Regions from separate parts of the Mus musculus genome. Here region 2 is linked to region 1. Evidence: chromatin contacts called from public Hi-C data. All regions are on one chromosome and are shown on one strand. Each heading gives the region's core, a stretch centred on a gene start, on an enhancer-like site or on the middle of the called end of the contact. The rest is flanking DNA. Distances are from core to core; before and after follow the strand shown. Region 1 has its middle 19 kb from the start of Gm46275. Region 2 overlaps Stk10 (serine/threonine kinase 10).

Region 1 (6,398 bases), core at 2,465-4,964:
CCACCTCCAAAGCCCTCCCTGACCCTTTGTGACTCACCCGCTCCCCTGTGGTCTGCTCTGCTGCTCCAGGGCTGTGAAAAAGAACTCAGTGGCTGTCTTAAAATAGCAGACCGTCTCTCTCCTGTGTGCCCCTAAAGCAGCTGTGTTTGGTTTTGTCTGGAACTATCTGGAAACTGAGACAATGGACCCAGGACACTGTCACCAAGCCTCAGACGGAGCAAGCTGTCAATCACCTCTCAGACCAGGAGCTCATGCAGGGAACAGGTGATCTGCACCAGACATTCCTTCACAAGCACGGGTTAGAAGCCTAAGCTGGGAACAGCCAGTCCTCCCCTACCCACACTGCCCTGCCCTGTGGGAGAGGGCACTCGTCTTGGCTTAACTCTGCCCAGCTCTGCTTCCCATATGTGACAACACCGGGCAATCTCAAGCAAGCACTTCCCATCCATGAGACCAGTTAACCACAAAGCACCTTTCTTCACTTTCTTGGTGCGCGTTCTGTCACTACAGAGTTCCTGGGTCTGGGAGATGGATGAGCAGTAGACTTGATTCGGCTCACAGTGCTGGAGGGTGGGAGGGTTGAAGGCCTCTGCTGAGAGCCTCGAGCCACACTGCAACATGGTGGAGGACCTAGAATATAAGAAAACAGTAAGCTTAGCTCCCCTCTCATTAGAAAGCCAGTGGCGCCACCTTGGGGCCCACTCTCAGCTGTTTATGACTACCGGGCAGGAGGTCTCTGGGGCGCCCCCTGCAGGCCACTATAAGTAGGTGCAAGGCTTTTCCAGTATCGTCACCACCTCCAGCATCACCTTGCCTTTGCACAACCAAATACTTGTTAAATGTCTATTTGTAGGACCGCACTCAGACCTGTGAGATGTAGGAGACGGTTTTGCTCTTGATGTCACCTGTGTAATTGCTGGAGGTCAGTTCAGACACAGTGGCACTCTGGTGGGACTAGAAGGCACCTCACTGCCCTTGGGTAGCTTCTTGAGTGCCAGGGGAGATTCTTATACCACGTAAGGACAAAGATGTGACAAAGCTGAACTGAAGCCATGAGCAGTCCTGGATCTGATGGGAGAGCCATGGTGAATGTGGGCTGAACGATTCCATGGGCTGGAGTCCTGGACTACATAAACAGAAAAGCGGCTGAGCGCAAGCTCTCTCTGCTCCCAGGATGTCTACGATGTGACAACCTCCGCTTCTGTCACCGTACCTTCCTGCCATGACGGACTGTACCCCTTAGAATTGTGAGCCACAGTAAACCCTTCCTTAAATTGGTTGTGCCCGTCGTTTCAGCAACCGGGAAAGTGACTAATATTGAAAATTGGTACCTGGAATGGGGTGGGGAGTGAGCATTAGAAACCCGACCATGTGGTTCTTAGACCTTTTAGACTGGTTTGTGGGAGGCATATGGAAGCACTTAGAATTTTATCCTAGAAAGGCCCTGGGATACTGTAAGCACAGACTAACGTGGACAGTAGAGACTCGGCAAGGCTTTGGGGGAAACATTCTATCAGGTAGTGAGTTAGGGGACATTGTGTGATATATTTTGGCAAAGGATCTGAGTGCATTCTGCCTATGTCCTGAGTTGAGTGGGGTTTAACTTAAGGAGAACAGGCTGCCGTGTCTGGCAGAAGAAATCTCCAGACAGGAGACCAATCGGGAGCTCATTTGGGCTGTGGCGAGGTCATTGCTTGCTGTTCTCATTGAGGCCTCTCGTGAGAGAGAAAAAGGGGCATCCTTGAAGTTTGGTTAAAAGGGTGTGCAGGTAAGATTAAAGTTCCAGGGAAGGACAGGCAGGTGACACAGCAGGTGTAACTATTAAGGAGATGAGCAGCATGGAAGAGAAGCTGACCCTGGGTGACAGGAAAGGTGCCCTGGGTGTAAGACCCACCCCAGAGAACTCCATACTGCAAATATGCAAGTTCATTTAAGAGGAAAGTGTCCAAACTAAGAACGCCATATAAAAGCTGGTTGAATGACTCTGGGAAGTGTTTCCCAATGCCAACACTCAAAAGCCAGTGCATTTGTGGTCTCCACCCAGAGAAGGCAGAATAACTTGGTGACAGCATCCACAGGGCATTGGTTTTATGGGTGTGAAGAATGCAGGATGGCAAGAGTCATAAGCCTTGTACCACAGATCTAGAGAATCACTGGGTCCACCCGCAAGGAAGTCCTTGGCGGTTACTCTCCAGTGGAGACCCTAGAACCATGCAGCATCTGCCAAAGAAAGCTGCGGGTGTGGGATGGACCCAAGAGAGAGTCTGGGCCCAGACAGCACATCGGACAGGGCTGACCATGGATCTGAGACATTTCTACCACAAGCCCTGGACCCAAAGTGGAGTTGCAGGATTTGGTGTTTGCCCTGCTGGGTGTCTGACTCACTTTGGGCAGAGCTTTCCTTCTGCCCCATTCTTCCCGTTATGAATGTGAACCTTCACTCTGCTCTACAGTACATTGGATGTCTATAGCTTGTTTTGTTTCGGTTTTTAATAGGAGGCCAGAGTAAGAGATTGAGTCTCGGTTGAGAGTCTGATTTTTCTCCTTTGAATAGTGTTGAAAGGTATTGGCCAGAGGACTTTTGAGGTTGGGCTGAATAAATTTTGCGTTATAAGATAGCTACAAGCCTATAGAGACAGGGAGTAGAAGGATATGGCTTAAAAGCAGTGTGTTTGGGTGTCAAGTTGACAAAAGGTGGAGCTGTGATCGTTTATAATGGTTATTAACTTAATTTGATTCCAGCAATCACTGAAGCAAGCCTCAGGCATGTCCGAGAGGAATTGCTTTAAATGTGGGCTGTGCCATTCCATGGACTGGGGACCTGGATTAAATAAAAAGAAGTTGGGCAGCGGTGGCGCACACCTTTAATCCCAGCATTTGAAGGGCAGAGGCAGGCGGATTTCTGAGTTCGAGGCCAGCCTGATCTACAGAGTGAGTTCCAGGACAGCCAGCACTACACAGAGAAACCCTGTCTCGAAAAAAAAAAATTGATTATTAGAAAGAAAAGAAAAGAAGAAACACCAGGGTGATAGTGATAGGTTTCAGCTCTGAAGGAGCCCCTCTCTCTTTTAAATCTTTTAATTGCTCTCTTTTAAAACAATATTGGGGAGGTACTTTAGGAAACCTATTCTCTGTGGCCAGAACTTTTCTTGTAAAATTTTATTTACTTATGTACTCATTCACTTGTTTTTGAGACAGAGTCTTTTTTTCTTTTAAAGATTTATTTATTTTTATTACATGTAAGTACACTGTAGCTGTCTTCAGACACTCCAGAAGAGGGAGTCAGATCTCATTACAGATGGCATGTGCCACCACGCCCGGCTCCTAAAAATTAATTTTTTATTATTTTATTGCACTGGTGTTTTCCTGCATATACTTATCTATGTGAGGATGTTGGAACCTCTGGAGCTTGAGTTACATACAATTGTGAGCTGCCATGTGTTGCTTGGAGTTGAACCCAGGTCCTCTGGAAAAAACAGGCAGTGCTCTTAAATTACGGAGCCATCTCTCTAGCACCCACTGTGACATTTCTAATTGTTTTCGTGTGACATTTTTCATGGTGATTTTAAAATCTCTGCAAACAAGTTTCTGGAAAAAAGTACTCTAATTTCCTTGTGTCGTAGATGAAGAGATGGCAAAAACTCAAGAGATGTTAGATCGCTGCTCTGTAAGATCACACTGTCTGCTTGGCCTTCAGGTTTCAAACACAGGTCAGGGTGAATTCAGAGTCTAGATTCTCACAACAGCAGTCATGTCCTTACAACCCACAAAATAACGTCTAGCTGTGCAAATGTCCGAAAACAAGACAGATTAATGGAGTCAAATGTCTGCCCCGGGACAGCGCGAAGGACTCTACTGACAGAGCGAAAAAGTTTATTCTTGTAGTTTTTTTGTAGTTTGGGGAAAGAGAAAGTTTGCTGCTCTTTCCACATCCTCTCTTTCAGTATTGAGGCCAAGTGGAAAGTGTCCGGCAGTCCTTCCGCATCCGCCTGCCCAGAGCACAGGAGGAACTCTGGCTGGACACGGAGTCTCTCCCTCCCCCTTCTTCCCCTCTTCCCACAGCCCCACAAAACTGTACCCTCCTAGACCCATCACTGTCCTGTCTGCTTGAGGACCTTGGAACAAGGTGGCAGTGTGGGTCGAGTGTAGGAGGACACTGCAGCTACCGGAGATATAAGAAGGCGACGAGCACCCCCGTGTGGCGGGACTCGGAACTTCGCAGCTCCAAGGAGAACAGCGGTGTAACAGGCACCCAGCATGCACTTGGCTCTTTGCCCACGAACTCTTCGAAATTTTAGTTTAGGTTCTGGGGGTCTTTTCATCTTTGACATGTGTCCTGCTAAGATATAACTGCCACAACCCTACGGATGCTTCTATCTATAATTTCACATGTAATACTCTTCCCATGAATTCAAGTTTGATGTTTATTTGTTGTTGTTGTTGTTGTTTGTTTGTTTGTTTATTTTCTTTTGTGTGATATTGGGACCTTGCCATGCTGGGCCAGAGCTCTACCAAGCTACTGAGCCACACCCCAGCCCTGGCTTCCTTATGACACATCAAGCAAGTTTTGGTATCAAAATCAAAACTGTGAAACCTATAGATTCCACCTTCTTGTTTCCCTTCCTATCCTCCATCCAATGTCAGCCGTTTGATGTGTCTAGTCTATTCTTCCCATGGTGCACTCCTACCTTTTTATAAAAAAGGAAACAATGTTACTTTGTAAACAATATATTTTCAAAGCTACTCTACTGGGATTGTAGGAAGCCTCCCCCTTGGGTTGGGTTGTTCTTTTGTTTTATTTATTACTAATGTATATTCATTGTACATAGTTCTGAGTTTCCTTAAGATAATCTCAAAAATGTCAGGTGCTTTAGCCAAATTCACCCTCCCTCTCAGTCTTCCACATCCCGGTCCTACCTCACTCTCTTAAAGAGTCTCCTTCTAACCTTCCCACTGGTCTCCCTCCTCTTCCCCAACTCTCCTTTCTGCTTGACATGCAGTCAGTGTGTGTGTGTGTGTGTGTGTGTGTGTGTGTGTGTGTGTGTGTGTGTAGATATAGGTTGTTTTCTGATAAATCTGGTCAGTGACTGGAGATGAAAGTCAGCAACATAAACTAAAAGAAAAATCACCAAAATGTGTGAGAAAAATCAAGAATATGGATTTTAAAACTTGGCAACATCAAAGAAGTTTTCGGCAAAAAAAATAGAGACTTAGAAAGAAAGAAAAAACAAAACATAGAAAGGTTGTAATGAAAACTGGATAAATCAGATAAAAAGCACAGTGAAAAATGTCACCAAAAGGCCACCAAGTAGGGGGAGGACATAGGGATGAGGCCACCAAGCAGGGGGAACATGGGGATGAGGACAAGGCTGATAAGAAGCTGCATTCAAATATCAATGATGAAAAGAATTAAAGAGTTTGTTCATGACATCGGAGCCCTCTGAGATGTCATCAAAGGACAAATCCCGAAGGTCTGGACAAGAGGAGAACTTGAAATAACACTGAAGGTCATTCAATGAACCATACCCTATAATTCCCAAACATAGAGAAATAGACATGCAAAGTGAAGTGCAATTTAGAAACCAGAGACACAGGCAGAGAAGTCTCTCTCTATAACAGATTGTACAGCCAGGAAGCTAAATGACAGAGCCAAGATGGATGGTACCCAGGAAATCATTGGGGTGGATAACAGCTATCAGAAGACCCTCAAGGGAATCCTAACCAGGGGAGAAAAATAAACACTTCTAGGAGGTCACAGGAAATAATAAACCACATTAGAACAGTAAATAAGAAATGAGAATTTGGAAAGCATCAATTACAAAAATCAAAACGGTAGGATTTAATATATAATTTTTATTAAAAGCTCTGAATGTTGATGGTCTCAATTCTCCAATCAAAAAATACAGATTAGTACACTGAATGTATAAAATATGGCCCTTCTGTTTGCTGCCTGCAAGAAGGACTGCCCTATTTGCAGATGGTATGATTCCATATCAAAGAGACCCTGAAGACTCCACCACAAAAGCAGAGTTGAAGAGCACTCTCATCAAAATGACAGAGTACAAAACTAACATAAAAATTAGTAGACATAGGAGCGTCTTCTGTCATGCTGGCTTAGTGGTTCTCCCCTTCTTACACTGAGAAGGGTGCTTTAACAGCGTTAGCAACCTAGGATGACTGCTACCGTCTCTCTCACAGTTTGAAATATGTCAGACTGTCCTCTACTGACTTAAAGTTCCTATTGAGAAACTTGCTGTTACACTGACAGCTTCACTGTTGTATGTGTGGCAGAGTGCTTCTGGGTTCATGACCTTGGCCAGCATAAAAACAACTTAGTGAGCATTTCAATGCGATTTTCCATAGACGAGTTACACTGGAACATTATGGGAAAGAATTAA
Region 2 (6,398 bases), core at 2,543-5,042, 280 kb after region 1:
CTCAGGGACCTCCCCACCACCACCCTGAGCTGAGCTTGTGGAATAAGGTGAAATCCCCAGAGCTAGGGCATTTGGAGGGAACCTGTAGTTGCTGAGGCCCTGACGAGTGCCTCTTGATTTATATCAGGACCTTAGAGAACAGGGACTCCAGGCCAGAAGGAGAGTGGGACTGTGGTCTGTGGGGGCCAGACCTGAGCTTTGTGTGCTTCGAGGGAAGGGTGAAGGATTCCAGGCTCGGCAGGAGGGGAGGTGACACATAGTGACAGGCCCTGATGTCCCATCTGGCCACTGGGGCTGTCTAAGACTATCAGCCTCATGCTAGGCTGAGCAGGGCAGGGCTGGGCTGGGCTGGGCTGGGCTGGGGCGGAGGCCAGCAGGGAGCAGAGGTCGGATTCAGTGAACATCTCAGAGGCAGACCAATGAGAACGGGAAGGAGTGGCCAAGAAGGGAGGTACAAGGCAAGCCAGCCACTTAACTGAAGTAGCCTCTCAAGCTCCTGTTGTCACTAACAGCCTTGGGGAGGGAGGAGGGGGCTGTTCCTCACACCGTGTCTATTGGCAGATAAACTGCAAGCGTTGGGTCTCTAGTTGACAAGTGAGATTCTGCCTAAGTTTTCAGTGTTTAGCGCCTTCCCGGGACTGCGGGTTGTGGGCATGAGGATGCTCGGAGCTCCCTGAGACCAGGGCTCTGCAGAGGCCATCATTGCTTTGGAGGAAGCATCCAGCATTCCAGAATAGAAATAGTTTAGGATGTTCTAGGGATTTCCTCCAAGTCTTGGCCAGTGGAATGAAATTTAATTATAAACGACACTGTTAAAAACATCCTTTAAAAAAAAAATCACGGGGGGAGGGTATGGGGGACTTTTGGGATAGCATTGGAAATGTAATTGAGGAAAATATGTAATAAAAAATTTTTAAAAAAAATCACGGGCTGGCAAGATGGCTCAGTGGTTAAGAGCGTCGACTGCTCTTCCAAAGGTCCCGAGTTCAAATCCCAGCAACCACATAGTGGCTCACAACCATCTGATGCCCTCTTCTGGAGTATCTGAGGACAGCTACAGTGTACTTACATATAATAAATAAACAAATCTTTAAAAAAATGAAAAATAATTTTAAAAAATTTTAAAAAAATCACAGCCGGGCGTGGTGGCACACGCCTTTAATCCCAGCAGTTGGGAGGCAGAGACAGGTGGATTTCTGAGTTCGAGGCCAGCCTGGTCTACAGAGTGAGTCAGGACCGCCAGGGATACACAGAGAAACCCTCAGAAAAAACAAACAAAACAAACAAACAAACAAAATCATGTATTTTTTAAAAATGTTTGAAAAAATCCTTATTCAGCCGGGTGGTGGTGGTGCACGCCTTTAATCCCAGCACTTGGGAGGCAGAGGCAGGCGGATTTCTGAGTTCAAGGCTAGCCTGGTCTACAAAGTGAGTTCCAGGACAGCCAGGACTACACAGAGAAACCCTGCCTCAAAAAACCAAAAAAAAAAAAGAAACAAAAAAATCCTTATTCAATCCAGAAGTGAAACTGGGGTGCCAAAAGGCTGTAAGATATTGCCAGTATCTTCCAAAATGTTCTTCTAATTTATATCAGTATTGCCTGGAGTATGAATTCTTCTATATACCTATAGTTGCCTTTTATATTTTTCTTTTATATTTGTATCTCATATCAAAGTTTTCTTGTTTCTGCACTTGTTTGCTTTATGTCTGTCCATATTGTGTACCACTTTTGGGGGTGGTAGATAGTTCCTTCCTCCTTACTGATTTGTAAGTGTTCTTTATATATGGAGGACACGCACCTTTTTGTCAGTGGTTATTGAATGAAGCCTGAATCTTGGTCCCGTCCCTGCCTGAGTCAGCAAGATTCAGCTGCACAGCCCATCCTTTCACAGCTCAGACTGTGAATACCATGGTCTTGGGGGCCCCCTTCCCACTGGAAACGTTTGTGTCTGTCAATCCGCAGGCGCCAGGAGCTCCGAGAGCTTCGGCTTCTGCAGAAAGAAGAACATCGGAACCAGACGCAGCTGAGCAGCAAGCACGAGCTGCAGCTGGAGCAGATGCACAAACGTTTTGAACAAGAAATCAACGTGAGTGAGAGGAGAGCCCCCGGGAGCTTCTGGCCTGTGGGTTTTCTTCAGGTGGAGGGTTGGGGGGGAGGGGCATTGTAGAAGTCGTAGAAGGGTGGTTAGGTCACAGTGACCCTGAGTCAAATAGGAACACCCCTAGAGGAAATCCCCTGTGTGGAGTGCGGTGCCATGGTCCTGCCCGGGCAGAAGAGGAAACAGAGAGGTTAAGTAACTTGCCCTGAGACACACAGCAAAGGGTGGCTGGGCTGGGACTCAAGTCTGGATCTTGAACAGACTCTGAGGTATGAAGTGGCTCCTGGATACCTCTTAGTCTGTCTGTGCACCTTCCAGGCCAAGAAGAAATTCTATGACGTGGAGCTAGAAAACCTGGAGCGGCAGCAGAAGCAGCAGGTAGAGAAGATGGAGCAGGACCACAGCGTGCGCCGCAAAGAGGAGGCCAAGCGGATCCGCCTGGAGCAGGATCGAGACTACGCCAAGTTCCAAGAGCAACTCAAGCAAATGAAGAAGGAGGTGGTGAAAGGCTGCGGGTCGGGGAGCCGGGCCGGGGAGCGGGGCGGGGGCGGGGCAGCAGAAGAACCTGGAAGCAGGAGCTGACATAGATGCCATGGGGTTGCTATTTACTGGTTTGCTCCTCACGGTTTGCTCAGCCTCCTTACTTGTAGAAGCCAGGGCCACCAGAACCAACCACAGTAAGCTGGGCCCCCTACATCAGTCATCCATCAAGAAAATGCTCCCCAGGCTGTCTACAGGCCAGTCTGGTGATAGTCTTTTCTCTTTTAGGGTCCAGCTTTCCAAATGACTTTAGCTTATGTCAAGTTGACATAAAACTCGCCGTCATAGCCTCCCTTCTTGGGGCAGCCACACTGGGGGGCCTTGTGCCCAGCCACAAAGCTATGACACTTGTAGTTCTTTCTCTGACTTTTGGGTGCCCCTTTCCTGTGTTGGCTTTTACCCCTAGCTGGGTCCTTTCTAAGTGCCTTCTGTCAGCTCCTCCTCCTCCTGGCTTGGGGGTTGGAGAAGGTTCAAGGCCACCACTCCATATGATGGTGTAGCCTGCATATAGCCAACACACACCTTCCTGAGGCCCCCAGGCAGCTAGCTCTGGGTCTTCCGTGCTGTCCAACGCACTGCAGCTGCTTCTGTGTCGGTTGCTGTAACTGAAGCAGGGAGCTCTGGTGATGGGGAGGTTGGCTCACTAGATTTTCCCTGAGGAATTTTACTCAGTTTGCGGGTTGATGAAATTCTGTAATGACTTGTCTCTCAGAATCTGTCCCTGTCATGCAGCTAAGTTTATAAATGGTTCTGAGTTCCCTAGCCCTGCACACCAGATCGCTGCAAGGAACCCTGGGGGCTTCTTAGTTAAAAGCCAGATTGTTTTTCTGGTTGGGAAAATGGGGTGCCAATGCAGTAGATGACTTCACTGCCCTGGAATGCAGCTTCTCTGCCAGAGAACAGGGCTCACTGCAAATGGTCCCAGGAGTCCTTGGGCCCGCCTCTTTGCCAAGTGGCCCCACAGGACTCTGCCTTCGTTCTTCTTCTGCCCCTTCCCACTGTCATCAGAATGTCTCTAGTGTCTTCCATGCCTTCGAAAGGAAACTCAGACCCTGTGCTCGATTGCTGCTTTTAATGTTCTGTCTCCCAAAGCAAAGCAATCAGCAATCAGTGAAAGTTCAGTTCTGAGTCTAGCTCTTACGTCATGTGGTAGAGTGGTCACGGTCACTGGGCTGGGACTGGATGCCACGCCTGGCACAGAGGCCAAGGTACACAAATGAACTGTTCCTTTAGGAATTTTATGTAAATCTGTGTTTCTGAGCTGGAGTCTTCTGTCCCCAGCTCTCTGGGACATTGACAGTGTCTGCACACATTTTGGAGGGTGTCACAGTTTGGGGATGGAGTGGGGCCATCTGTTGATCTCCTGCTGACATCCTGTGAATGCATAGGTAATCCCTCCTCACTCTCAGTAACACAGTCACCCAAGGAGGGAACCAGAGATGGCTCAGCACTTAAGAACACTGGCTCCTTTCCTAGAGGTCATGAGTTCAATTCCCAGAAACTACATGGTGGCTCACAACCATCTGTAATTGGATGCCCTCTTCTGGTGTGTGTCTGAAGACAGCAACAGAGAATTTACATATATTAAATAAATAAATAAATATTTTTTAAAATATAAAAATAAAAACCTGGGAAATGAAAGAGAGGGTGAGACAGGCTAAGCTTGTGGGGGTTGGAAGTCAGATTGTGAGCACGTGTCGATGACATCACACAGATGCTCTGAACCAACCGTGTGCTTCCTTGCTGCCTGCATGCCACTTCTGGGTGAGGTGTCTGTCCCAAACTCTTTTGTTCCTTTATTTAGCTGGGAGATTGGTTTCTTTTTACTGAATTCTGACATTCTCTTTATATTTGGGACTTTATGAGATGTTATTTTGCAAATATTTATTCTCCTCTCATGGCTTGTCTCACAAACCTAATTGTTTTCTTTTTTCTTTCTTTTTATTTATTTTTTTTTAATTTTTTTGGTTTTTTGAGACAGGGTTTCTCTGTGCAGTCCTGGCTGTCCTGGAACTGTTTTCTTTAGGGATGACTCTTTTGATGGCTTATTTAAGAAGCCAAGGAATCCTTCCCCAGCCCAATGGGATGTGCGGTCTTTTAGAAGTTTACCATGTTTGGTGTTGTATTTCCCCATGAGATCATTCTGTAAGGAGTAAGGTGTGGACGGGCTCAGGGTTTGCTGTGGGCTGCCTGTCCCAGCACTGTGTGTTGGAAATAGCCACCTCCTTCTGCCAAGTTTTCTTTAGGGAAAAGGAGTCGACCGTGATGAGCCGATCTGGTTTGGTGCATTTAGGGTCTGCACATCGCATGGGTTCATCTGTCTGTGTCTGTGAGCCCAGACTGGTGAACCTTGGCATCAGGTAGTTTGAGTCCTGAGTCACTGGCTCTTCCCCCTCTCTGCCTTTTCACTCACATCATAGTATTACCTTTGTCTATCAATTTGGGTGAAACGGCCATCAGAACAACACTGAGCCTCCGATGACAGGTTTTTTGTTTGTTTGTTTGTTTGTTTGTTTGTTTGTTTTTCAAGGCAGGGTTTCTCTGTGTAGCCCTGGCTGTCCTGAAACTCACTCTGTAGACCAGGCTGGCTTCACACTCAGAAATCCGCCTGCCTCTGCCTCCCGAGTGCTGGGATTAAAGGCGTGTGCCACCACCACTGCCTGACTGTTAGTGATTTTTAATTTTTTAGCATGCAAATCCACTCTTGATTTATTAGAATTAGATTTATGTCTTCTGGGGAGGGTACTTTTATAAGATACTTGGAAATTATCAATTTAGAGGACTGGAAAGGTGGCTCAGCAGTTAAGGGTACTTAACTGTACTTTCAGAGGACCTGGGTTCAGTTCCCAGCTCCCAGGTTGCAGTTCACAATTCTCTGTAACTCCAGTTCTGGGGGGCAGGACTCCCAATTCCCTCTTCTGGCCTTTGTCATCACAAGGCACATATATGGTGCACAGGTATACATGCAAGCAAAACACCCATAAACATAAAATAAAATAAAAATTAAAGTGTCAATTTAGCTAATTACTAAAGGATAGAGCTACATGACTGTTTGTGCAGTGTACTTGTATCTAGCCTTACTGTCTTATTCTAGTTTTTTTGTTTGGTTGGTTTTTTTGTTTTGGTAGATTCCTTGAGGTTTCCTGTATACACAGAAACAGTTTCATTTCTTCTTTGCAGTTGATGTACCTCTTATTGGCTTTATGTGCTGGCTCAGGTCCAGCAGGAAGTCAGCTAGAAATAGAAATAGTTCTTCCTTGTTCCCAGTCAGTATTCCCTCATTAAGTCTCTTAGCAGCAAAGCATTGATTTGATTCTGATTTTTTTTTTTTTTTTTTTTTTTTTTTTGGAGACAGGGTTTCTCTGTGTAAGAGCCCAGGCTGTCCTGGACTCCATTTGTAGATCTGGCTGGATTCAAACTCACAGAGATCCGCCTGCCTCTGCTTCACAAGGGCTGGGATTAAAGGTGTGTGCTACCACTGCCCAGATCTTTTTTTTTTTTTTTTTTAAAGACAGGATCTGTCTTATTAAGTAACTGGCCAGCATAGAACAGGCTAGGTAGATCAGGCTAGCTCTGAGCTCAGAGATCTGCCTAAGTGCCGTATTAAAGACCCTGCTAGCCGGGCGCGGTGGCGCACTCCTTTAATCACAGCACTTGGGAGGCAGAGGCAGGCAAATTTCTGAGTTCGAGGACAGCCTGGTCTACAGAGTGGGTTCCAGGACAGCCGGGGCTACAAAGAGAAACCCTGTCTCGAAAGAA

What was found. A called contact is a pair of places that touch in the nucleus more often than the background predicts.
Region 2: a Hi-C map of uterus shows a contact between it and region 1, with 4 times the contacts expected there. The contact joins two enhancer-like sites. A contact is called at or near these places in 15 of 484 Hi-C or Micro-C datasets (the C2C12 cell line, the CH12 cell line, the G1E-ER4 cell line and 10 more), 1 of 115 datasets of contacts at active chromatin or transcription factors (embryonic stem cells) and 1 of 9 other capture datasets (embryonic stem cells).

Annotation. Positions count from the first base shown.
Region 1 is chr11:32,320,652-32,327,049 of GRCm38.p6, forward strand. No RefSeq gene overlaps it. Among named protein-coding and RNA genes, the nearest start is that of Gm46275, 19 kb to the left of the region's middle. Within about 2 kb of position 3,715, at least 19 of the 459 cell types and tissues checked have an H3K27ac peak or open chromatin away from gene starts, as enhancers often do. A contact at or near this core is called in uterus, where this site is marked.
Region 2 is chr11:32,601,704-32,608,101 of GRCm38.p6, forward strand. It overlaps Stk10 (serine/threonine kinase 10), which reads left to right. Exons shown (of 19, transcript NM_009288.2): 11 at 1,964-2,087; 12 at 2,418-2,597. Among named protein-coding and RNA genes, the nearest start is that of Fbxw11, 38 kb to the right of the region's middle. Within about 2 kb of position 3,793, at least 123 of the 459 cell types and tissues checked have an H3K27ac peak or open chromatin away from gene starts, as enhancers often do. A contact at or near this core is called in uterus, where this site is marked.